4 separate regions of the Mus musculus genome follow, and regions 1, 2 and 4 are each linked to region 3. Evidence: chromatin contacts called from public HiChIP or PLAC-seq and promoter capture Hi-C data. All regions are on one chromosome and are shown on one strand. The core of a region is the stretch at or near the end of the contact, and the rest is flanking DNA. Distances in the headings are between cores, read along the strand shown. Region 1 holds the start of Dll3 (delta like canonical Notch ligand 3). Region 2 holds the start of Eid2 (EP300 interacting inhibitor of differentiation 2). Region 3 holds the start of Zfp59 (zinc finger protein 59). Region 4 holds the start of 9530053A07Rik (RIKEN cDNA 9530053A07 gene).

Region 1 (5,690 bases), core at 131-2,630, 460 kb after region 3:
GTGTGTTTGCACATACCTGTAATCCCAGCGCTCAGGAGGCTGAGATAGGAGGGTTTCAAATATGAGGTTAGTTTGGGGTATCTAGCAAGACCCTGTCCAAAAGGACATACTAAGGTGTTCCCATCTACAGGTGAGGAAATAAAATATGGAAAAAGTTCCCAACAATGTCTACATTTCAAATACGGGCCCTGATTCTTTTTGAGATGTGCAGGGTACAGGGATGGGGACCAGGATTCAGTAAGTGACCTGATGTCCCAACCAAAAGAACTAAGGCTGGAAACATGAGAGATTAGGTGACCTCAAGAAAGTGCTTGAGAGGAGCCCCAGGTCCAAAGAAGAGATCTAGAATAAAGACAAAGACCCCAACTCGACTTGCTATTGCACCCCATAACTCCAGCACTTGGGAGATGGGAGTGAGTGAAGACAGGAGGATCAGGAACTCACGACCAGATTTAGCTACATAGTGAACTCAGAGACAGCCAGGCTTGTCTCTAAAAATACAAAACAAAATACAAACAATAACAACAAAACAGGATGAGAAGAGGATTCACTGGGTAAAAAACACTTACTGAAAACCTTAGTCCAACCCCCTGGGTCCCACATGGTAAATAAAGGGCAGAACTGAAATTGTCCACATATCGCTGTAAAGCGTATTCGTGAGTATAACACACACACACACACACACACACACACACACACACACACACACACACACAACCACAAAAAGATGAGAAGCCCAGTTTTAAGACATCCCTGAAGAGAATAGCGGAGGGGGTCTGGGAATGTGGGTTTCGGAGAGGAGGGGGTAGTAAAGGCTCTGGGGCACGGGATGGTGTCGGGAGCTGGGGGGGGACAGAAAGAGGTGGAGGTTGGACTCACCGGCCAAGCATCGCGGAAGGGCACACGTACGAGGCCATCAGGCAGCGGCAGGGCAGCCGCTGACTCTCCGGGGTGCTCCGTATAGACCGGGACGCTCGTGCTCAGTGCTGCGCCCAGGGCGCACAGGGACTCGGTGGCCTCCTGGGAGACTCCGGGCTTCAGGCAGACCCTGAAGAAGAGGCGGCAAGGGCCTCGGGCGTTGCAGGGGGAGCGTGGGGTCCCGAGGCCTGGGCCTGGCCCGAAAGAATGAATTTGTAGCTCGAAGACACCAGCTGGCAGTGCCTGGGACAGAGAGGGCCACAAGGTTAAGGGACCTAGGTATCTGTGTGCCCCATGAAAGTCTCTAAGACCTCCAGGTCTCGGCCCAACCCCATCTGTTCCTTTCCTTTCTGTATCTGACCTGAGGAAGAAGAAAAGCCAGGATCAGCGTCTGGGAAAGCGGAGACACCTGCAGAGAGACCATTGCTTTGGGGGACAGGATGGGGAAATAGTCTCAGGAGTCGCAGCTGCTGGATGCCGGAGTCTTATATTTGAGGGGACGCTCCGCCCCTTCAGGCCAGTCTTTTAGCTACCGGCCGAGAGGGGTCCCAGGGAAAGGGATACAGTAACTCTATGTGGGCGACTTGGTGAGGTTCATCCTGAGTGTGATTGCATGCGCCAATCTGAAAGCGGCAGGGGTTAATTTCTAAGATACTGTGCGTACTGAAGTGGGAGAACGGAAATACAGGTGCATTCCTCTCTATCATGTATGTACTTATGTGAGCTCCTGTCCGCTGTGGAGGACCCTATGAACCCATGAGTGCAGTGAATGCGTCTCCAGCCGGCTGTGTGTGAGGTTGTGTTTCGGAGCCCCACAGAGGAGGCGGTGAGGAAGAATCCTGAGTTCTTTGTGTGGACCCCTGTGTGTTTGTGGAAGACCTCTCGTGTGTATGCATGTGTGTTTCCCCTTCTTAAAACAAAGCCCCCCCTCCGCGAAGCCAGTATCGCCACCAGACGCCAGGCTAGGATCCTGGTCTTGGAGGGGCCTCCCAGCTGTATGTAAATGTCGCCATCTGCCGGGCGGCCGTGCCCCTCCCCCTTGGGCCGCAGCTGGGCCTCCCATTTGGGCTCAGGAAGGTGTGAGAGGCAAACGGACAGGAAATTAGTCTTCAGTCTTCGGGCACCAGGGCCCCACTCTCCACCCCAGATGAATGGAGCTGCTCATCCCACCCCGGGGGGCGAGGAGGTGGGATTTCGCAGGATCCAGGCAAGTAAAACAATTTAGGTGCAGGTGCCCAGGCTAGTGTGCTGAAGTCAGACGGTGAGCAAGGCTGCAGAAACAGAGGAAACCCACTCCCCACCCCCAGTAAATACTAAGTTAATACTCAGAGCTAGTAATTTTAGGGAAAATATAAGTTGCTCCTATATCCACATTTGTCTTGTAGAGGGGAGACGGCTATAGTCCCACTAAATGTTTAGTCGAAAAAGAGGCGTGGGTGGGCATGGCAGACCTGTAATCCCAGCAGTGCAGAAGCAGGACAAACAAGAGAAAGAAGCCAGCCTAGACGACATAAAGCCTTTCTCAAAACCAATACAGGAAAATACCACAAAACCCTACCACACCTGGTTTTGCTTCACCACGAGGCAAGGTGGTATTTCCAGAGCTCTGAATCACAAATAAAGCAGACTTTAAGGGATTTCTGAAAGTCTTAGCTGTTTAGGACTTTGTTACGCACAGAAACAGAGCCCCTGCTAAGGCCTGGGGTGTGAGGAGGATCCTGGAGCAAACACATTGTGAACAGCAAAGGCTGAGGCCCTGGGACGATCATGCCTGCCCGACCAGCCATCCCAGGAGCTTTTCCTCTCACTGTAGACTCTGCTGGCACACACCTTCCAAAGAGGCGCTCCAGATCATTCCATCCGGTCTAAAACAGCATCTTCCAGCTGGTGAGATGACTTAGGCAGGGCACTTTCTGCCAAGCCTGTTTTCACCCGTGGATCCACATGGCCAGGAACTACCCCCACCACTCTTCTCTTACCGGATGCCCATGCCTACTCTGCCCCCAGACATATAAAAATATAAAACAAACAAACACCTCTAAGGCCCCAAACCACTGCTTCTCTCCTCAGTTCTCTTTCCTGTGAACACTCCTTATGCCTGTTAGGTTAGCACTCCGGCTGAGCTACCACCCCAGCCCTTGCCTAGTCTGAGACAGAGTGGCCAGCCCAAAACCCTCCACACTCCTGCCTGCCTGTTTCCCGAATAGCTAGAATTATAGTCTTATGTGTTCCCCTTTTCTCTGCCCCCATTTTTTATCTCTATCCCCCCACAACTGCCTGCCTTACATCTCCCCTGAGGGAACAGTAGGACACTGCTTCCTAGCAGCCTTGTTCACTACTGTCTTGGGGTGTGAGGAGGGGACATGACTATACACACAAACGACTCCACACAGAGAGCCCTGGAGAACAGGGCATTTGGGGTTAAATGCTTCCCGCCTCATCATATGAGCACTGTCTCAGGGCTCCTGCACCTATGTTCAATTCTCTCCTCCAGTGGGAGTGACACGAGACAGGGCTGAGGTAGCAGACTTAAGTCACATTTCAAATCCATTCTAGAAGACTGTAGGGGTACATGTTTATAACCACAGTACTCAAGAGGCTGAGGCAGGAGGGCCAATTAAGTGCAAAGCCAATTTGAGCTACATAGCAAGATCATCTCAGACATGAGGGCCCCTCCCTCAGAGGGCTCTGAGGGACCCCAACTCCAAAAACCACGTTCCCTCCACCCACAACCCATTCCACCCAGGATCCTATCCCTACAGCAAGCTTTGGTCCACTGTTGTTCTTTTAATCCCAGCACTGAAGGGAGAAGAGGCAGGCAGTTCTCTGTGAGTTGGAGTCCAACCTGGTCTACTGAAAGAATTCCAGGCAGCAAGTTATACAGTGAAACCTGTCCTGGAAGAAGGAAAAAAGAGAAGGGAGTCCTCAAAATCTGCTGGGAGCACCCCTCTGTATTGCCTAGTACTCTGGGCTGAGAGCTTTGGCTGCTGGGAGCACCCCTCTGTATTGCCTAGTACTCTGGGCTGAGTTTTGGTTTTACTTGTAACTCTTTGTATAGTGTCTTGCTACATAACCAGTTTTGCTTCAAACTTGACAGTTCTCCTGTGTCTTAAAAGCTGAAATTACAGCCCTGTGGCACACCAACCCTTCCCCCCATGGTACCACCAAAGGCACTTTAAACAACCTAGAATGCAGTCTCATCTGACCCATGTCTTCAAACTGCCAAAAAAGCATTAATTTTTGGTTTTACGCAGGCTAATACTAGATGCTGGCTGGAGCAGGGGCTTGGGTCAGATGCTCCACCCTACCTCAGACAGGAAGAAACTAAGGCCTTAAGTCTTTTTTTTTTTTTTTTTTTTGATTGAGACAGGGTTTCTCTGTGTGACCCTGGCTGTCCTGGAACTCACTCTGTAGACCAGGCTGGCCTCGAACTCAGAAATTCACCTGCCTCTGCCTCCCAAGTGCTGGGATCAAAGGCGTGCGCCACCACTGCTTTGCCTTAAGACCTTAAGTCTTAAGTACCTTGCAGTAGCTTGCCAAAAGTTTGCGTGGCTACTACACAAGAGCCTATCAATTTGTGAACTATTTTGGGTGGGCTGGAGAGATGGCTCAGCAGTTAAGAACACTGGCTGCACTTGCAGAGGACATAGGTTCAATTTCCAGCACCCTCATAGCAGCTCCCTCACAACCTTGGGGGATTCCAAGCCCTCTTCTGGCCTCCATGAGTTCTAGAATAAGCACACGGTGCATTGACAAAGCACATATATACACATTATAAAAACGAATGGACTATCATTGGGGCTGGAGAGATGGCTCAGGTCAACAGCACTGATTGCTATTCCAGAGGACCTGAGTTCAATTCTAGCACCCACATAGTGGCTCAAAACTGTAACTCCAGGTCTAGGGGATCCCACACCCTCACAAAGAAATACATACAGGCAAAACACCAATAAATATAAAGAAAAATAAATTAATTAAAAAACCCTATTAGTGAGCCGGGCGTGGTGGTGCACGCCTTTAGTTCCAGCGCTTGGAAGCAGAGGCAGGTGGACCTCTTGAGATCACGGTTAGCAAGCTCTACGCAGCGAGACCATGTCTCCAAAAAGACAAAGCAATCGTATTTCTGGCTTCTATGAGGTGTGGCTGACCGCACAGCTCCAGAACCACATTCCCACAGAGCCACACACGGCAGCTAGGCTGACAGCCCTCGAGGCGGCTCCCCAGAGGCCAGACTTCTCTTTATTTCTACAGCACACAAGGAGTCCAGAGCCAGAGAAAGAGGGAGGGAGAGAGAGAGAGGGGCTTTTCTTTGCCAACTCATAGAGTATATGGGAAGACATGTGCAGCAGAAACCCAGGTTTTCAGTTTCAGGCTGGCAGGAGCCCCACTCCAACGAGGCACTCATGGCACCCAGCCCTGTGGTGGTGCTCAGTCACTGTGAATGACGACCGAGTCCAAGACCTCACCCCAGTGCCCCATCTGGACTCTGGACACAGGCATTGTGGCATCTGGGACTCGCTTTATTGGACACATAGCTGTCCACACTTTGCCGTGTAAGGGCTGGGGCCCAAGGCTCAGGCATCAAGTCTCTGAGGAAGCCTAGAAGTCAGGGCTGCTTGGAGCGAGGCCACAGTCGGCTGGCGAGTGAGCCAAAGGAGAGGCCCTGCCTGTTGGACTTGGAGAGCTCGGCCAGGCGCTGCTGCTCCTCCTGGGGATGAGGGACAGAAAAAGACAAGGGTCAACTCAGAAGCCTGCCTGCCGTCATACTCAGG
Region 2 (5,522 bases), core at 2,161-4,660, 430 kb after region 3:
GGGAAGGAGAGGCCTAGCGAGTCTGGTCAGTTTCAGGGACTTCCTGAAGCCATTTTGAGATATTTGCCTTCCTGCTTAAGGAGCTTCCCTGAAGACTGGAATGTTTCCCTCTCAGAGAAAACTGTCATACAACTTGTTCACCACTGGGCTACTGCCACCTGAGCCCCTTTCATACTATTTCTACAGTTTGCATGAGTACCCTTCAAAGTCTACATGTTAAAGACTTGGTTCTTAGGATGCTCCAGGGGGGTGCTGTGAGCCTTTACAAAACACAACTGAGTGAGTAGGAATGGTCCCCACAGACTGGTATGTGTTTATGCTTGGTCCATAGGAAGTAGCATTATTAGGAGGTGTGGCCTTTTTGGAGTAGGTTTGGGTTTATTGGTGGACATGTGTCACTGGAGGCAGGTTTTGTAGTGACACAGTCTTTGTTTCCTGCCTGCAGATCAAGACGTTGAACTCTCAGCTCCTTCTCCGACACCGTGTCTGCATACTTACCTCCATGGTTCCCACCATGATGATAATGGACTAAGCCTCTGAAACTGTAAGCCAGCCCCAACTGCTTTTCTTTATAAGAGTTCTTGTGGCACATGCCTTTAATCCCAGCACTTGGGAGGCAGAGGCAGGTAGATTTCTGAGTATGAGGCCAGCCTGGTCTACAGAGTGAGTTCCAGGACAGCCAGGGCCACACAGAGAAACCCTGTCTCAAACAAACAAACAAACAAACAAACAAACAAACAGAGTTCTTGTGGCCATAGTGTCTCTTCACAGCAGTAGAAACCCTAAGACAATGACTTTATATGAGGTTCTTAGGTTGTGGGGACATGCTCCCAAAAGCAACCGTGGGACTTGGTCTTGTCATTCTCTCTGCTTCATGGTTCATGATGCAAAGGGTTCTCTCCACCATGCACTCCCCAAATGATATGCCCTTAGCAATGGCCTACAGCAGTGAGATGCTCAATCTTTGACTGAACCTTCGGAATTCTGGGCTAAATAAACCTCCTTATATATTGGCTACCTCCGGTCTCATTGTGGTAACTCGATGTTACTAATGTTTAGTCACTAATGACTAATGTGACTAAATGTACCGATCAAATTACATCACAGTGTGTGGGAAGCGGTTTCCGCTGTGCCTGTGTGGCTTAATTGGTAAACAAGCAATGTGCGCATGTGTGAGAGTGTTTTTCGTGCCAAGTCACGGCCCATCCCGGGGAGTGGTGATGCGGCTCTGGGAGAGCAGCCAATCAGGTGTGGACACGCCACACTAAGGTGTATATAAGCAGCGCCTTTTTGATGCTTGGGGTCTTCCTCTTCATGTTGAAACTGGTGTAATAAAGTTGCTGCAGAAGGATCCGGTTTCTCACACGTGTGTTCTTGCTGGCGAGACAATAGCGCGTGTGAGAACAGTGGGCACATGCACAACTGCCAAAGAGCATGGCAACAGGCTCTTCTCTCGTGACAGCTCCTCCTACAGTGTGCGAGAAGCAGAGGCATTGTATGCATCCTACCTGAGCATGCCCTCAGATTCCCCTTCGTTTGCATCCGTGTTAGACCTTGAATTATGCAATCTCAGTAAGACATAGACACTTAAATGCCACCTGGAAAGCACCAGACAGTCTGGCGGGGATGGGGTGGGGGTTGGGGGGGGCCCTACAGTTTCTGTAAGAGATCAGCATTAGCTCAGGATACTTCAAGACCAAGGTCTCCTACAAAAGAGATTTATTTGCCCCAGAGAGACAAGGGCAGGGAATAAGAGATAAATGCTGGAGATAGAGGAGGAGGCAAGGGGGAGGGAGCAAGAGAGAGGGGGGATTTCTCTAGAATGAGGCAAAGGACTGGGATAGAGAGGAGACAGATGCGGCACATTCTGCAAATGGCAATTAGTAAAGGCTCAAAGGGAAACCCCCGTGATAGGATGAGGTGTTTAATTTTGATTGGACAGGTTGATTTGGATAGGCAAAGGGAGCTTTTGATTGCTGGACTTCAGTGCTTTGATAGCTGGACCTTGATAGCCAGCTTCAGGAGGAGGATGTGATCTTACAGTTTTCTTAGCAAAGCATTGGGAACAGGAGAGAAGGGCAAGGCCTGCCAGAGCCGTGTTTGCCAAGCTCTGGACAGCTAGAGCCGCTTCGCTTTCCAAAAGTTGTGTTCACAACTCGGGGTCTGACTTGGGGAAAGAGTGATATTTAAAAGAATCCACAAAGGAAAGCAGATAATTGACTAAATGACATAAGTGACGGGAAGGACGTGGCTGCTAGTATACATCAAAATGTTGAGCAGTCACCAAAGGTCTCGAGTGCCCTGTGAGCAGCCGACTCACAGGACACGCCTGCTCTCCCTTACTGTCCCGTTCTTTTCTCAACATGTTCGCACGCACGAAGACTTCAGAGAACAACTTTTGGGTGTCATTTTTTTCCTTCCACCATGTGGGTTTCTGGGATTGAACACAAGTAGTCATCAGATTTTGGGGAAAGTGACTTTACCCACTGAGCCATCTTGTTGGCCTTTATGGTTCAGTTGTAAGTCTATCTATTTATGTTTTGCCTTTAATTGATAAATCATAGTAGAGTTAATAGGTTAGTATAGTTAATAATAACCTGTACTAGGTTAGTTAACTATCGAGGCATAGTGAGACATGCCTATCATCCTAGACTCAAGAAGCAGAGGCAGGAAGATCAGGAGTTCAAGGCCATCCTTAGCAGTCTGAGCTTCGTGAAACTGTTTCAAAAACACAACCAAGAGACCAGAGACCTGGCTGCAAGGTTAAGAGCACTGGCTACTCTGGTAAAGGTTTAATCACAGCACCCAGCAGGGTTTCCGTAACTCCAGTTCCAGAGGATCCAGCGCCCTCTTCTGGCTTCTGTTGGCATTGTATTATGTGGTACACATATAAACATGGAAGCAAACCATCATGCCCATAAAATAAAATACATACAAATAAAGAAAACTTTTTTTTGTTTTTGTTTTTTTTTTTGGTTTTTTTTTTTTTTTTTTTTGGTTTTTTCGAGACAGGGTTTCTCTGTATAGTCCTGGCTGTCCTGGAACTCACTCTGTAGTCCAGGCTGGCCTTGAACTCAGAAATCTGCCTGCCTCTGCCTCCCTAGTGCTGGGATTAAAGGCGCGCGCCACCACGCCCGGCAAGAAAACTTTAAAGACTAATTTTAAAACTAAAATTAAATTTAGAAACTTAAACCGATTGGTAGAAATGTGAAAGAGACCCCCCCCCTTCAACAGAAAGGATGCAACCGCTCTTCTGACTGCTAGGTAGCAATCTCAAGGCTCGCCAGCAAATGCCCGGAGGACACGCGTGCGCACTGCTCCTCGGCTTCGCCGTTGGAGCTACGCCTGCGCAGACGGCGAGACACGCGACCCCCTACCCGTGCGCATTGCGCTCGTGGACGCGCCCTCGCGTGCACGCCCCGCGCCTCACGGCCCCGTTCTTCCCGGGTCTCAGCGAGCAGCGGTGCTGACCCCGCGGTCCGACATGTCGCAGCTGCCCGCAGTCAGCAGCGCCCCGCAGACGGGAGCAGCGAGCCGCGACCGCCGGCTCCCGCAGGCCGAGGTAGGCGGCGGGCGGCGTGCGCTCCCGGGTCCGGCGCGACCTGGGGAGACCCGGGGACGCCCAATGGCGGCGGCCCGGGAAGGCCCCGCAGCCCCGGCGGCGGCTGCCAGGGGAGGCCGGGTGGCTGCAGCCCGGGAAGGCAGGGCGGCGGCGGCCCGAGGAGGCCCTGGGGCGGCGCCCCGGGGCGGCGCAGCGGCCCGCGAAGGCCCGGCGGCGGCGGCGGCGTCCAGGGAAGCCCGGATGGCAGAGGTGGCCCGGCTGCTGGGCGATCCGCTGGAGGAGGAGGCTCCGGAGGGCAGGCCCCGGTCCAGGGCGGGCGGCCTGGCGGCGATGCCGTACATGCGCTTCCGCCACCCCCTCAGCGTCTTGGGCATCAATTACCAGCAGTTCCTGCGCCACTACCTGGAGAACTACCCGATCGCCCCCGGCCGGATCCAGGAGCTGGAGGAGCGCCGGCGGCGCTTCGTGGAGGCCTGCCGAGCCAGGGAGGCAGCCTTCGACATAGAGTACCTGCGTAACCCCCAGAGGGTGGATTTTGACATTTTAACGTTTACCATAGCCCTGACTGCATCAGAGGTGATCAATCCTCTAATAGAAGAACTGGGTTGCGATAAGTTCATCCACAGAGAGTGAAGAGTCGGACTGCGGGGAGGGCACGGCACCAAGACCTCCGCATCCAAGTGAAACCCCATCCTGCAACTTGGTTTTAAGAAATCAAACGGATCTTGAGAGGCAGCGCTTCCTCAGAGGGAGGAAAAGCGTCAGAAAATTGGGGGTGGGGAGGGAAAGCATCGTAGACTCCTACCGTTTCTTGAGTTTATGATCAGTTGAAATTTCTTGTGTTATGGAAAAGGTCCATCCTCGTGGCTTCGTTAATAAGTAAAGGACGGTTTTGTAAAACTGTAAAGACTTAAAATTGCCAGTAGTAGAGCCCACGACGAAGAAGACTCGAAGAGAAAGCTGGTTTTAGGACGAGGTTTCTGTGGAGAACTTGACCTTGTCAGAGCAGGCAAAGTCTTCACGTCAGCGTCAACAAGCGTGTATAGTGTAAGAGGGATTTTGTGTCTCAGACATTGTGAATGGCGAACAACATAAATATTGTATATAGTATGTGATAAATCGTGTTTCCAAACATACCAATTTTCTGGGATTTTATTTTCCATTTTTCAAAAGTTTTTTTTTTCCGTCATTGCTTTGTAATTAATCTATTCCTAAGTCCCAAGACTATGAAGGATTGAGAGTCTTCTGTCCTTCTCTCCTTGTCCCCATGCCTCATGCAGCCTCTGAAGGCAGTTTCCGTCCTTGTTTCCTTTTTTATACACATTTTATTTCTCAGCAGAGTTGACAGATTTTGGTTTGGATATTGTGATTTCTTATGAAGATACCGTGAAGAACCTTCCCGACCAGTATATTTACTCCTTAGGGCTATATTTTGTGGTTATGCTGTTATGAACCAGGAATATACTGGTGGACGGTGGGCTTTTTCCCATCGGTTTCTCCTGGCAGTATGGCGCCACCTCTGGTAGGTTGGCGCCTGCGCACACCAACGGGCCCGTGGGCAGGCACATACTGCTTCCGTTCTGAACACATTTTTCATGTCTACCATCCCAAGGTGGAATAAGTCTTATACTTGATGGTGTTATATACCTACTACTTTTTGGGGTTTTTTGGTTTTTTCGAGACAGGGTTTCTCTTTATAGCCCTGGCTGTCCCGGAACTCACTTTGTAGACCAGGCTGGCCTCGAACTCAGAAATCCGCCTGCCTCTGCCTCCTGAGAGCTGGGATTAAAGGCGTGCGCCACCACGCCTGGTTTTGTTTTGTTTTGTTTGTCTTTTAAGTTTCCATAAAATTGACGGTTCGTCTCACTAGCTTCTTAGGCTTTTTGTTCTTGATAATCTCTGTAGCCTGATGTCTAGAGGTGACAGTCCTGGGCCAAAGGCTTGCCTTTGTAACTTTACA
Region 3 (5,758 bases), core at 30-2,529:
TCCAAAAGCCGGTGAAACAAAACCCAAGCTTTGCAGAAGCAGTCACTTGGGTCTGTCTGGAGACTCCTTGCCTACCTCAGTAATCTGCTCGTGGGATAACTCAAAATAGATGGAGTCTTTAATATTTAAAAGTGCAATACAAAATATATGAAGTAATAGATGCCCCGCCAAGAAAAAAGGATAAAAGAGAAAGCTTTCCACAGCAACATCTTCAGGTAATGAGCGTTTCTCCCACAGGTGAGCGTACAGGAACAGTTCCCTTTCCAGATCCCCTCGTGTCATTAGAGCTTAAGTGTCTCCATTTTTATTGACTTCACTCAGAGTTGAGATGCTGTCCAAATCAGCTATGCTCTGTTGCTCTTGGAGGGTGTTGTTCTATCAGTTTTTTAAATTGACAACATTTGAATGTGTTGATTGATTTTGCTATCATTCCCTATTGTTCTAGCGGGACTTCCCCCCTCTTCATGTTTAAAGGTGTGCTATTTGAGTATACTCTGAGTTAATTTTGTTTATGTATTTATGTACTTATTTGTTTGAGACATTTGGGGTATCCTCTGAATTTTAGTTTATTTAGTCCTTTCAAGACAGTAGGAGTGTATTCTGAGTTTATTTTTAATTAATTTTTTTCAGACACCTCCTCTGCCTCCTTAGGGCGGTGACTAAAGGCATGTGCCACCATAATCTGAGTGTATTTTAGTTCTTAGACAGGGTTTCACTGGGTAGTCCTCGGTGGTCTCTTCTCACAGACATGCAGCTGGCTGTGCCTCCCCATCGCTGGGATAAAAGCCATTGCTACCACGCCCATGTTTACTGTCACTTGATGACTTGGCCTCTTTATTAATCTACCTCCATTTTATAATCGACCTGAGTTTTCTTTTGATCATGCGAAGATGGTTACTTTGAATCTGCTAGAGTATTTATCTTTAATATATTTTCTGTAGTTAACACATAGCTGGGTCTGACTTTTCAAATCTAAATGTGGCAAATTTTGGCGTTTAGACGATTTACAGTACTTTTAATGCGATTAGTTTTATTAAGAGGCTCGTCTAGCCTGCCTAACGGACACAGTTCTGTTGGTACATAGCGATACGGTCCTCAGTCACATTTTCTATCTAAAGCAGGGAATTCAGACTCCTCCGTCTTCTCTACAGGAGAAAGAAAATCAGTTACGCGGAGAACCGGAAGTACCTTTTGCTCAAAGGAGGGCGCCTCCCCTTTAAGCGCGCACCCACGTGGGCACTCCCACAAGCCACTGGACTCGGTTTTCTGATGGGCTGGCCCGAGTTGCACGCCGGGATCTCCGGGACGCTCCAGGCTTCTCCAGGGCTTTGCTTGTGACAACTGTGTTTTCCGGGACCACCGCGCCGGAAGTAGCGCATAGGCTTTTGGTTTATGTCTCCCCAGAGTAAGACCGGAGCCAGCGGGCTGGGAGGGGTGTGTACAGGCGGTGGGGTGGCTGTATGGTGTGTGTGTGTGTGTGTGTGTGTGTCTTTGAGTCTAACTGTATACACACCTTGAGCTCTCTGCATAATCTGTGTCTCTGTGCTTGTCGCTGTCTGCTCCTGCTTTCTCTCAGGGACACAGGGACTAAAGCAGAGGACCAAGCTTCAGTAAGGGGAGGTCAGGTGCGGGGTCTGAAGGGAAGCTTTCCCCGAGGCTCAGACTTGAGCTTAGGGCTATAATTTAAGGACGGGGGTGTCGTCTTGGAGGGAGGGTACTTGTTGAGTCCCCTGACTTTCTCAGAGCTGCAGCCATTGAGCATGCTCTCAGATATGGTCTGCGATCTCATGCTTACTCAGGCTTCCCTAGGTGGCCATTCCAAAGGAGGGCTGGAGAGGGATGTGGATTCAAGAATGAGTTTTCTGTTTCTGTTTGAAAAATGAGGTTTTAGTTTTAGAATATGGAATGGAAGTGAGGGAAGGAGGAACAGGCGAATTGATACCTCCACCATTGTGTCCCTTACATTGTCCCTGCCCTTTCCACTTAGTTTCAATGATCCGTGGCGTCTTCTCCCACAATCTCTACCTTTTCCTGAGATGTTGTAACTAGGAATTTCTAGAGGGTAGCGTTAGGGCTCTCAACTAAATCAATTTGTATCTTGATGGTGTCACACCTCAGATGGCCTTTGATCTTTACAGGCCTTCATTCGAAGCAAGGGAAGAATGTAGGCGATAGATGGTCTGGTCACCAGGGAGGATTTGGGGAGTGGGAAAGTAATAGCACTGAATTTGGCATCCTTGAGGACTAGGTATTTTGTGTGTGTGTGTGTGTGTGTGTGTGTGTGTGTGTGTGTAAAATGGGTAATGTTGGCCAGATGCAGATGAGCAATGCCATGTTTAAATATAGGGATGTGGATCTGTGGTATCCCGTTGGAGTCTTGGTTCTGTCCCCTCAGGCTCTCCAGGCCTGTCAGGAACCTTAGGATGCCTGTGGTGAAGTCTGTTAGCGCAGTGCCGCCATATCCTAAGGGCCTGGTGTGCTTTAGTTGTTGCTCTGTGAGGTCATTTTGGGTTCCTTACCTGGTTATTGCCGCTGGGACAGGGCCAGGGGATGTGGGCCACAAGCGTGGATGGCTGCTCCGGACCTAAGGCTGGTTTGTATAATCATGTACATTCCCTCTTTTAAGGAAAGTCCCCCCCTCTTAATGATAATGTCTCCGTGATAATCAAAGACAGCATGAGTCAAGGTGTGGCTAATGTCTCCACAAAATGGGACCTTCAGAACAGCACTTAAGGCTGTGGGAAAGAACTCTAAAAACATGGATTCAAAAACAAATAATTTCTCAAATAATGAGGATGCGGTATGAATTATATGAGGGGGCTTCAGGAAGAGCCAAGGCAGCTACAGTAGGAGCCAACTTGTCAGGAAACCACTAAGGGAGGAGGTAACGGGGATTAGGGAGTGGCAATTGTAGGAGATCCCACCCCGCTATGGTTTTTGTTTGTGCATTAAAGGGCAGATGGATTCCTGAGCTCAAGGTCAGCCGGGGACTCTTTAATTTAGGCCCACGAGTGGTATAAATGGTAATTTCCGTACAGGGTCCCACCCTGTTAGTTTATCTTTTGTGTAACTGCGGCAGGCAGATCTCTGAATTCTTTTGCAACTCTAAAAAGAAGGTTGTTTGTGTTTGCAGTCTCCTAAGAATTAAGGGGCAGGGTTGGGGGGGTGGGTTCCACTTGATGCTGATTCATTGGCTAGTCCAAAGGGAACCTGGAGTAAATGACTGGATTGATGTGTAAAATAAAAGACAAGGTTTTGATCTGCAAGAGATGAGTTATCCAGAGAAATTTTCTAGAACAGCAAGAGAGAACTTCTTGGAGAGCTGTCTCAAGCAGAAGAGAGAGAGAGAGTGAGAGAGTAGGTGCTATCTGGAAAGCTCCAGGAAACAGACCAGAGAGGAAGCATGCTGTTGAGTTGTCTCGGGCAGAGCTCAGGCTGCTGGCTTTGACTCATCCTGCTGTTTGACTTGGAGTTCTTTGATTTTGCTGCTCCCAGACACCCCTTCCTTCCTCAGAACCCCTCTCCAGCCTGAGGCTGTTCCTAGGTAGTCATCGTGTTTCACAATGTATCTCTTGAGCGTCTGCTGTGGCTGACATTTTGTAGTCCTTGATCGGCTTCTTCCCAGCTCTCCCACTGTCAACGATGGCGCTGCACATCCAGCCTCCGCCACTCAAACCCCAGTAACCGGCATCTTACTGTTCCTAGGAGAAAACAGCTTCAGCTTCTGCATGAGTGAGGTCGTGGGTGTTTGTCTTTTATTTAAAGACTGATTGATTTTCTTCATAATTGTGTGTGGGGAGCTGTGTGTACATGAGCACAGGTGCCCTCAGAGACCTCAGGTACAGCATCCCCTGGAGCTGGACTTCCAGGCACTGTAGCTGTCAGGAAACTGAACTCTGTCCTCTGGAAAAGCCGTAGTGGCTCTCAGCCCCTGAGCCATCCCCAGCCCCCGCAATTGCTTTTTTCTCTTTAGTGTATTGCACGTGTTATTCTCCGTGTGCATCCATGTTGTAGTAAATGGTTCACTGTGTGTGAGCCCCATCCTCCATGTGCTTGGTCCATTCATGTGTTGGTGGGGTCCCGTATCACTGCTATGGAAATGATGCTGGAATGAAAGCGAGAGTGTGACTATCTCTTGGAAGTGTATAAAATGTATACATATTATAAATAATCATAGAATGCATAAATGTGTATGGTGGAGATGCTCAGTGGGTGCAGTGCCTGAAAGCATGGAACAGTGCAGTGCCAGATGCAGCAGTGCATGTCTGCAGTCCCAGCCCTCCTGTGGCAAGAAGTGGGGTGGAGACAAGAGAATCCCTGGCAGGCTGGCTAGCCTGGTGTACGCAGAGGGAGGAGGAAAGGCAGGATAACGGAAGAAGGAAAATCTATATGTAAATATTGTGGGCAGACAAAACTGTAAAATTTTATAAAATTATCTGACATGTACTTGAGAGGTGTCCATGCTGGTGCATGGCTGTAATCTCAGCATGGATGGAGGAAGGAGCTTTAGGAGTTCAGGGTCAGCCTGAGATATAGAAGAGGCCGTCTCAAAAACAAACAAACAACCCCACAGTGGATTGCACCAAGGCTTAGACCTGTTGGCTGGAGCACTGGGTCCCCATTTGGTGATGGCTGCTCCCTGGTGCAGCATCTTAGGGAGGTCTGAGGGTTGTGTGTGCTGCCCAGAGCTTGTGAGTGGAGGGTCAGTGCTGCTGAGTGTAGTACAGAGCACAAGATGGTCCTCACACAGCCCAAGACAGAACAGTTGTGTCAGCCGTGCGGAGGTTGAGAAACTCAGTTCTAAGATCAAAAAGACCTAGGACACCTGAACAAATTTAGTAATGTTTTGTTCAAAATCTCACATAATATGGAAAGAGGGAAACATATCAAACTCACCTCCTGTGACAGGATGTTTTACAGCTAATTATCTTCATAAAGGATCATGGCTTAATTGAGACAACATAAGTGTTATCATAGATGAGGGAAGGTTCTCAGGAGAGTGGTCCATGGTGCACAGTCCCATTCACTAACAGTGGGCACAGAATGCTGGACGCTGCCTGAGCACTGCAGCCCCTCCAGCCTCGCTGTGCTTCAGCCCTGAGTTTACACAGGAGGGGCCACCTGGATGCTGTGAGCCCCTGTGAGCCTTGATAGGTGGGGTTCCAGTGTGAAGATCTGAGATCTGCTCACAGTAGGAGGAGCGGCCCAGGTGCAGGTCGAGCTGGATCTCAGGGTGGAAGATGGATCCCTTCTGCTGGCCTCTTCTGGAGGAGTTCAAGGCAGACATGTTTTGTGCCCTGCACTCCCACACTGCCCCCTTGGCAGTGGGCTGTCTGGGTTAGGAGGGGATCAGCTTTGTGTAGACTCCTGTGTGCTCCAATTTGTGTGTGGGAGGCTGTGAGTGGTGGGAGGGGAGAGAGTGAGTGGGGAGGCTTGAGAAATAAATGTAGCTGATGACATCACAGTGACAGAAGCCAGTCTGGGAACATCAAGTCAGAATGCAGTGAATGGCTTTCTTTTTGTCCCCCAGGGGAGGAAGCCTGAAGAAGAATGGCCAGCACTAATTCTCAAGACATGGTTTGTGTAAGTTGCATTCCTTCTTGACATAGGGTAACTTTCAGGTTAGGTGACTCCTTCTTGTCTTTACCTCTTGAAGCTTCCCAAGGATCCAGAATCCCCTGGCCCAGGGTTGAGAGTTGGCAGGTCTGAGCACTTCCTGTCTGTGCCTCTTCCCAGCGTGCACTGTGGTTGACTTTGA
Region 4 (5,754 bases), core at 1,024-3,523, 290 kb after region 3:
AAGGACTGGAGCAAAAGACATACTCAAAACCATCAGGATGAATATTAAACATATTCATAGCTACAGCTTAGAATGCAGAGCATATGATTGCATCATTGGCTCCACCCTGGTTCTTATGGGCTTGGTCAGACCCCCGTGGCGTTGCCATTTGCAGCACTGTCTCCAGTCACTGCTGGAAGCCTTCCTTGACATACATACAATGCTCCTGGCACCACCACCATCATCCTAAGTGTCCATTGCAACTTGGGGTTCAGCTCCACTACCTCAGGCATTGACTTATGAGGACTACCCCACATGGACGCTGTCTCTGCTACATAGAGCCTGATAGAGCCTTTCTTCTGGTGGTGCAAGCCTTAGTAATCACCTCACTGTTCAGTCCCCATGCACACCTGCAGAGCCAGCGCTAATGCGCAAGATGCCAAGGTCCGCTGCCAACTCAGGGTGCAGCTGAATTCATTTGGACCACAGCTACAGTGGCTTCTTAGTTCCTGTGCCTCTGAACAGAGAAACATTCCCCTGAGGGGTCATTTTTTGAGCAAGACACCCCTTCCTCTGCACATGTCTCTTTTTAAAGAAGATTCTTTCCATTCACGTCATACCCTGAAAACGTCGGTGGGAGGAGTGTCTTCCTTGAGGCACCTTCCCCATTGTGTGAAGGTTTTCTTCAGTTGTACTGGTATTTTGGACAATTGCATCTGTTATCACTCACCTTGTCTGTAGTTTTAAATGCTCTTGGGTTCCCAAACTACACAGTACTCCACTTCGCTGCCCCACTTTCTCCGTCTGCTCTCCTTTTATACCTGGCTAGAAGCAGCCGGTGATAATTCCTCTACCAAATCACTCCATTACTTTGAGATTCAACCTCAACTCGATTTTTCTTGGGCAGCATGTAGCAAGGGTCTTTACCAGAATGGAGCATAAATAGCCTTTACCCCAATTCCCAATTGTCTCTATTGTCCCAAGTCTCTATTGTCCACATTTCTATTGGCATTTTGGCCAACTTCAAATTTTTCCATCACATTAGCCCTATATGCTCAGCTACCACCCCCAAAATCCTTCCACAAGCACAAGAACCACATGGTCAGGTTTAATTACACTAAAACCTGATCTTCTCTGGACCAATTTTCTGTATCTGTAACATTTATCTTTGTTGTGATAAAACACCTGAGAGAAGTAATGAGAGAAGAAATTCTTTTGGCTCATGGTTTGAGGGAGTACAGTCTATCATGGGGCATCATGGCTGGAGTGACTCCCTCCAAAGCAGGAGCATGGGTGGCTGGTCACCTCAAGCAAGCAAGAATCAGAGCAGGACAGAAGCAGGGACATGTATAACCTGCGAGGCTTGACCCTAGTAGCTTGCTTCTATTTATGAGGCCTTATGTCCGAAACCTCCTATTCCACAACTTCACAAAGTTACTGGTTACTGACAACCACATGTTAAAATACAATAGCCTGGGAAGACATTTCAGATTCAACCAATAATGTCATGGTTTGTACTGGCCTTTTGGGAGTCACTGACTATATCCCAGAAAGCTCAAATTCCCTCTGCTACTTTTTCTGCACCCTGATGTTCCATATCATATCTTAAGAAAATTCTCGATTAGGTGAGAGGAAGGCATATATTCACCCCAAGATTAGCCAGTCCCTTCTTCATGGAGAGAGATGGGTTAGGGGATATCTCAAATACCAAACCAAATAATTTTCTGAGATTGGAACATCATGCCCTACACAAGACTCAAAGCCAGGGCCTCAGACTATACATCCCTAGAAAACTATACTCACTGGTATTTAGAAACAAGATGTGGGTGGCTTCGGACCAGGGATCAGCCCATGGGGACTGTAAGGAGCCAGAACCCGGATATGGACCTTTAGATATTGTTATAAGTAAGGACTAAAGATCGGAATCTGGCCAGGAAGCCAACAAACATAACCAATGCTACATCACCCTCCGATCCCCATTACCTTGCTCAGGGAACCCAGTCCACTGGCACACTACTCTCCAGCTGTCCCTCTAAAGACAGCACTCTTTCAAGACCAGAGTTTTCCATAGCTCCTGGGGTGCAGCCACCATCTGATCTCACAGTCATCTCAGAACACAGGCTGTAGACTTATCCTTTGCCCTTCACAAGACTTCAGGACTCACTATTCCCTCTGGCCTGATATCAGCAGCCTCCTCCAGGAAGCTGGCACCATCTGCCTGGAAGATGGCCAATGGTGTGGCCCGAGGGAACAAGAAACGGGACTATATAGCTCAGTCCCCAGCCTGTTCCCGCAGCTCCGGGACCTGCAGGTGAGAAGAGATGGGGCTCTCTACGGAAGTAGGATGGATACTGTCCTCTCTTGCCTTTCTTTCTAGACCTCCTATCTTTCCCCTCAAGGCATCTGAATATCCAGTTCTCCCACCCATTTCCCTGGATTCAAAACCTCTAGCTCACTCCCTGCTACACTGGACAGCTCCCCACAGCCTGCTCACACCTGGTCCTATCCACCCAACTTCTGTCCCTACCCCAGCCTTCCTTGCCTCCAAGTACCCACTATGCTGGGTCTGCCCCCTTTTGTGATCTCCATGACAGTCTCCAACAGGACAGTAGGACAGCCTTATCTGAGCCTCCATCTCTCCCTGCTGCAGATATGGGATCCCTGTGGAGCTGTTGGGCACTCTGGGCTGGAGCAACCCTCCTATGGGGTAAGTCAGATTGAACCTCATCCACGTCCTGGGGCCTTGGACCATGGGAAACTGACCTGCCTGGGTCGGCATCTTTCATTTGTAAACCTTTCATAAACCCTGTCCCAGCCCCTCCCAGGCTGCAGTGGAAGTGAGAACATGCAAGAAATGAGGTGGGAGCCCCCACTCCATGTTTGGAGTGTTGAGAGTCTACCTGCTTCGATTGTTACGTGATTCTGTCTAAACTTCCATGATCCTCAACTTCCCTTCATCATCTTGCACCAAGATCTATTAAAACAGGAATCATACCAGCAACTGAATCCGGTCAGAGTGTATGCTCTCACAGGACTTTAAAGGGGGTGTGGGGTCTCAGACTTCATGTAAAGAGTCGGCTAACCAACCAGTTTCATCAGAAAAGTAGAAAATGTAGCATCAAAAATAAATCACCACAGCCAGGCATGGTGGTGCAAGCTGCTGTTTTATCCCAGCATCCAGGAGGCAGAGGAAGGTGGATCTCTGTGCATTTGAGGCCAGTCTAATCTACAGAGTGAGTTCTAGATCAGCCAGGGATACTTAGTTACTAAACCATAAGTGCAGTCAGCAAAAAAAAAAAAAAAAAAAAAACAAAAACAAAAACAGTGGCACCTTACTCGAGGTGAGTATGCTGCTTTGGCATCTACAGTCACCACCTGGACTGTCTCACACCGTTCTGTCCCTCGTCTGACCCTGCAGTGTCTGAGTTCAAGAGCCCTGTACAAGGTGCTCAGGCTTTGGGGCAGCCAAAGCCAGGAAGGCTCGGAGGTGGATGCTGCATACGTTAGGAAGGACATGGAAGCATAGGGAGAATTACTTCAACTGGTGCTCAGGAAGGCCCAGGGGCTGGGTTTGTAACGGGGAGGAACTAGGTAGCTGGACCCACAACTGCGTTTTCTTCAGGGTTGACCCGGGAGGCCACAGAAGACCCCAGGAATACTGGTGGGGAAGAATTCCTCACGGCCTTCCTGCAGAATTCACAGCCTGGGAACAGCAATTAATTATATAGGCTCAGTTATAAGCAATCTATGCTTTAACTTGTTAAAATATGCCAATGTCTCCCTCAAATGTCTGTGGAGAAACTGTGATTGTCAGACCCATATCACAGGACACCGTAGCCAGAGCACTGAACATAATCTCTCCAATGGCCCAGTGGTGGACGCTTGAGCTAGGACTTCTACTAAGGTCACCTCTACGACAGTTGTCTCCATTTTGCTAAAGACTCCATCTTTCATTTCCTATCCTCTGGCAACTTCTAGCCTGGTGGGATATCAAACTATAAACAGTTTAATGTTTCATCAGTTGCTCCTGGTCCTTCTTCACTACTTGACATTGCTCTGGACCAAGCTGTGTTGAACTGTGGAAGCAGAAACCCTGGGAGAGGAGCTTTCTCTGTGAGCCTGCAAACCTCAGTTTCCATGCCTGTACAAGGGGTGTTCTTGAGCCAACAGTGCATAGTCCACACTGTAGGAGGCCGCAGGTGTCTGTCTCAGGTACATTTCTAACTCCAACTCTCTTCCCTCCACAGCTCTGCTCACCCCAGCAGAGGCATCCTGCCAAGGCATTCAGTGTGCACCTGGGCAGCGCTGCCAGATGGTGAGTGGGAAGGCTAAGTGTTTGGCAGAGTCCACAGCTGTCTGCCGTGCCCAGGGTGATCCCCACTATACCACCTTCGATGGCCATCGCTATGACATGATGGGCACCTGCACCTACACCATGGCTGAGCTGCGCAGCAGCAAGGACTCCCTGCTGGCCTTTAAAGTAGACGCCAAGAATGAGCACCGGAGCTCCAACAAAGTCTCCTACGTGCGCTTAGTCACTGTGCATGCCTACAACCACACCGTGTCCCTGATCTATGGAGAAGTTGGCCTTGCGAAGGTGAGTTCCCCAAGGCTGTGAGTTTAAGGTTAACCAAGCCAAAAAAGCAAAAGGAGCTATAGCCTTGGTGTTAGACCCCAAACCATCCCCTTTCACCACCATCCAAATAAGCCAACTGAAGGGATGGGTGGTGGTGGCAGTGAGCATTGGAAAGAGAGTCACTCAACATGACTACTTTGGGAAGTAACCCTGAAATCTCTCTTGAAAGTAATGACAAGGATGTTGTGGCCTAAAAGGAGCAGGAAACAAAGCAGGTGCTTGAGCTGTGCACAGCAGAGAGCGCTGTTAGCCATGCTTAAGGTTTGAATGAATGCTATTCAGCTCTGGTTCTACAAGGGCTCTGGAAAAGATGGTATCACTGTCATTTCTTGAGGGGATCAATCTTTTTCCCTCAAAGTGATTACTTTGGCCCAAAATGTGTGCCTTGACCACAGTAGTTCACATCTGGGGGTGATCTCAACGTGGTAACCAGTCCTGTGAGGCTTGCTGTTGCGTATGAGTAGTTTCACACACCCCCAACCTCCCTGTTATATAGATGTTTATTGGTCTATAGAAGCATAGAGAGTGTTTTGAGGAGAGAAATGAAAATTAGAGGCTCGGCAGGATCAAAGAAGAGGGCTTAGAGAGATGGCTTGGCAGTTAACAGAACTCACTGTTCTTCAAAATGGCTGGAGTTCAATGCCCAGCCCCCATTGTCAGGTGGGTCACAGACACCTGCAAGTCCAGTTCTGGGGGAGCTGATGCCCTCTTCTGGCCTCTGTGGGCACTGTGAGTATGTTCATATCCATCCATTAGCAGCGTATGTCCTGAACTTAGTGGCACTCTACTGTCAGCATGGGAGTACTATAAAGTGACCAGTCAGGTGATCAAACTTTTGGAACTGTGGTTTGGATTTCCTTGAGCACCTCCTGTTACACAAAGCATTGCTGTTTTAAGTGAGGAAATGGTGCTCTTTCTTTAGAAGAACCCCCAACAGGCTCCATCTGGAATCCCATCATCCCTTTCTGCAGGGTCAGCAATATGGTGGTGTTCAGGGCAGGGGGCGGGGGCGGAGTCACCCTCTTCCTAGGTACACTTCACTTCCGTGTTATTTTACTTGCATTTTCTGCCTCTCTGGTCAAACTCACTTGAGCATTGAGTTCACAACGTGAGTCACTGTTGTGGACCGTGAAACTGGA

The links. Promoter capture Hi-C pulls out the DNA fragments that hold promoters and counts their contacts. HiChIP or PLAC-seq counts read pairs in DNA pulled down with a chosen protein or histone mark.
Region 1: a contact with region 3 is called in an H3K4me3 HiChIP or PLAC-seq map of embryonic stem cells, with 2.3 times the contacts expected there. The contact joins the promoter of Dll3 here to the promoter of Zfp59 in region 3. A contact is called at or near these places in 6 of 39 promoter capture datasets (the C10 cell line, the HPC-7 cell line, HPC-7-derived erythroid cells and 2 more), 6 of 115 datasets of contacts at active chromatin or transcription factors (bone marrow-derived macrophages, embryonic stem cells and large pre-B cells) and 1 of 9 other capture datasets (macrophages).
Region 2: a promoter capture Hi-C map of neural stem cells shows a contact between it and region 3. The contact joins the promoter of Eid2 here to the promoter of Zfp59 in region 3. A contact is called at or near these places in 3 of 39 promoter capture datasets (the C10 cell line, embryonic stem cells and neural stem cells), 4 of 115 datasets of contacts at active chromatin or transcription factors (embryonic stem cells and stem cell-derived neural progenitor cells) and 1 of 9 other capture datasets (macrophages).
Region 4: an H3K27ac HiChIP or PLAC-seq map of embryonic stem cells shows a contact between it and region 3, with 2.4 times the contacts expected there. The contact joins the promoter of 9530053A07Rik here to the promoter of Zfp59 in region 3. A contact is called at or near these places in 1 of 39 promoter capture datasets (HPC-7-derived erythroid cells), 1 of 115 datasets of contacts at active chromatin or transcription factors (embryonic stem cells) and 1 of 9 other capture datasets (embryonic stem cells).

The regions. Positions count from the first base shown.
Region 1 is chr7:28,300,405-28,306,094 of GRCm38.p6, forward strand. Dll3 (delta like canonical Notch ligand 3) reads right to left here and starts at 1,381. Exons shown (of 9, transcript NM_007866.2): 1 at 1,280-1,381; 2 at 880-1,161. The coding sequence starts at 1,342. It overlaps Timm50 (translocase of inner mitochondrial membrane 50), which reads right to left. Exons shown (of 11, transcript NM_025616.3): 11 at 5,422-5,626. The coding sequence ends at 5,525.
Region 2 is chr7:28,264,471-28,269,992 of GRCm38.p6, forward strand. It overlaps Eid2 (EP300 interacting inhibitor of differentiation 2), which reads left to right and starts at 3,411. Exons shown (of 1, transcript NM_198425.2): 1 at 3,411-4,698. The coding sequence starts at 3,485. The coding sequence ends at 4,195.
Region 3 is chr7:27,837,305-27,843,062 of GRCm38.p6, forward strand. Zfp59 (zinc finger protein 59) reads left to right here and starts at 1,280. Exons shown (of 5, transcript NM_011762.3): 1 at 1,280-1,405; 2 at 5,531-5,583. The coding sequence starts at 5,551.
Region 4 is chr7:28,127,193-28,132,946 of GRCm38.p6, forward strand. It overlaps 9530053A07Rik (RIKEN cDNA 9530053A07 gene), which reads left to right and starts at 2,274. Exons shown (of 20, transcript NM_001164655.1): 1 at 2,274-2,290; 2 at 2,630-2,686; 3 at 4,227-4,576. The coding sequence starts at 2,632. It also overlaps the pseudogene Gm21925.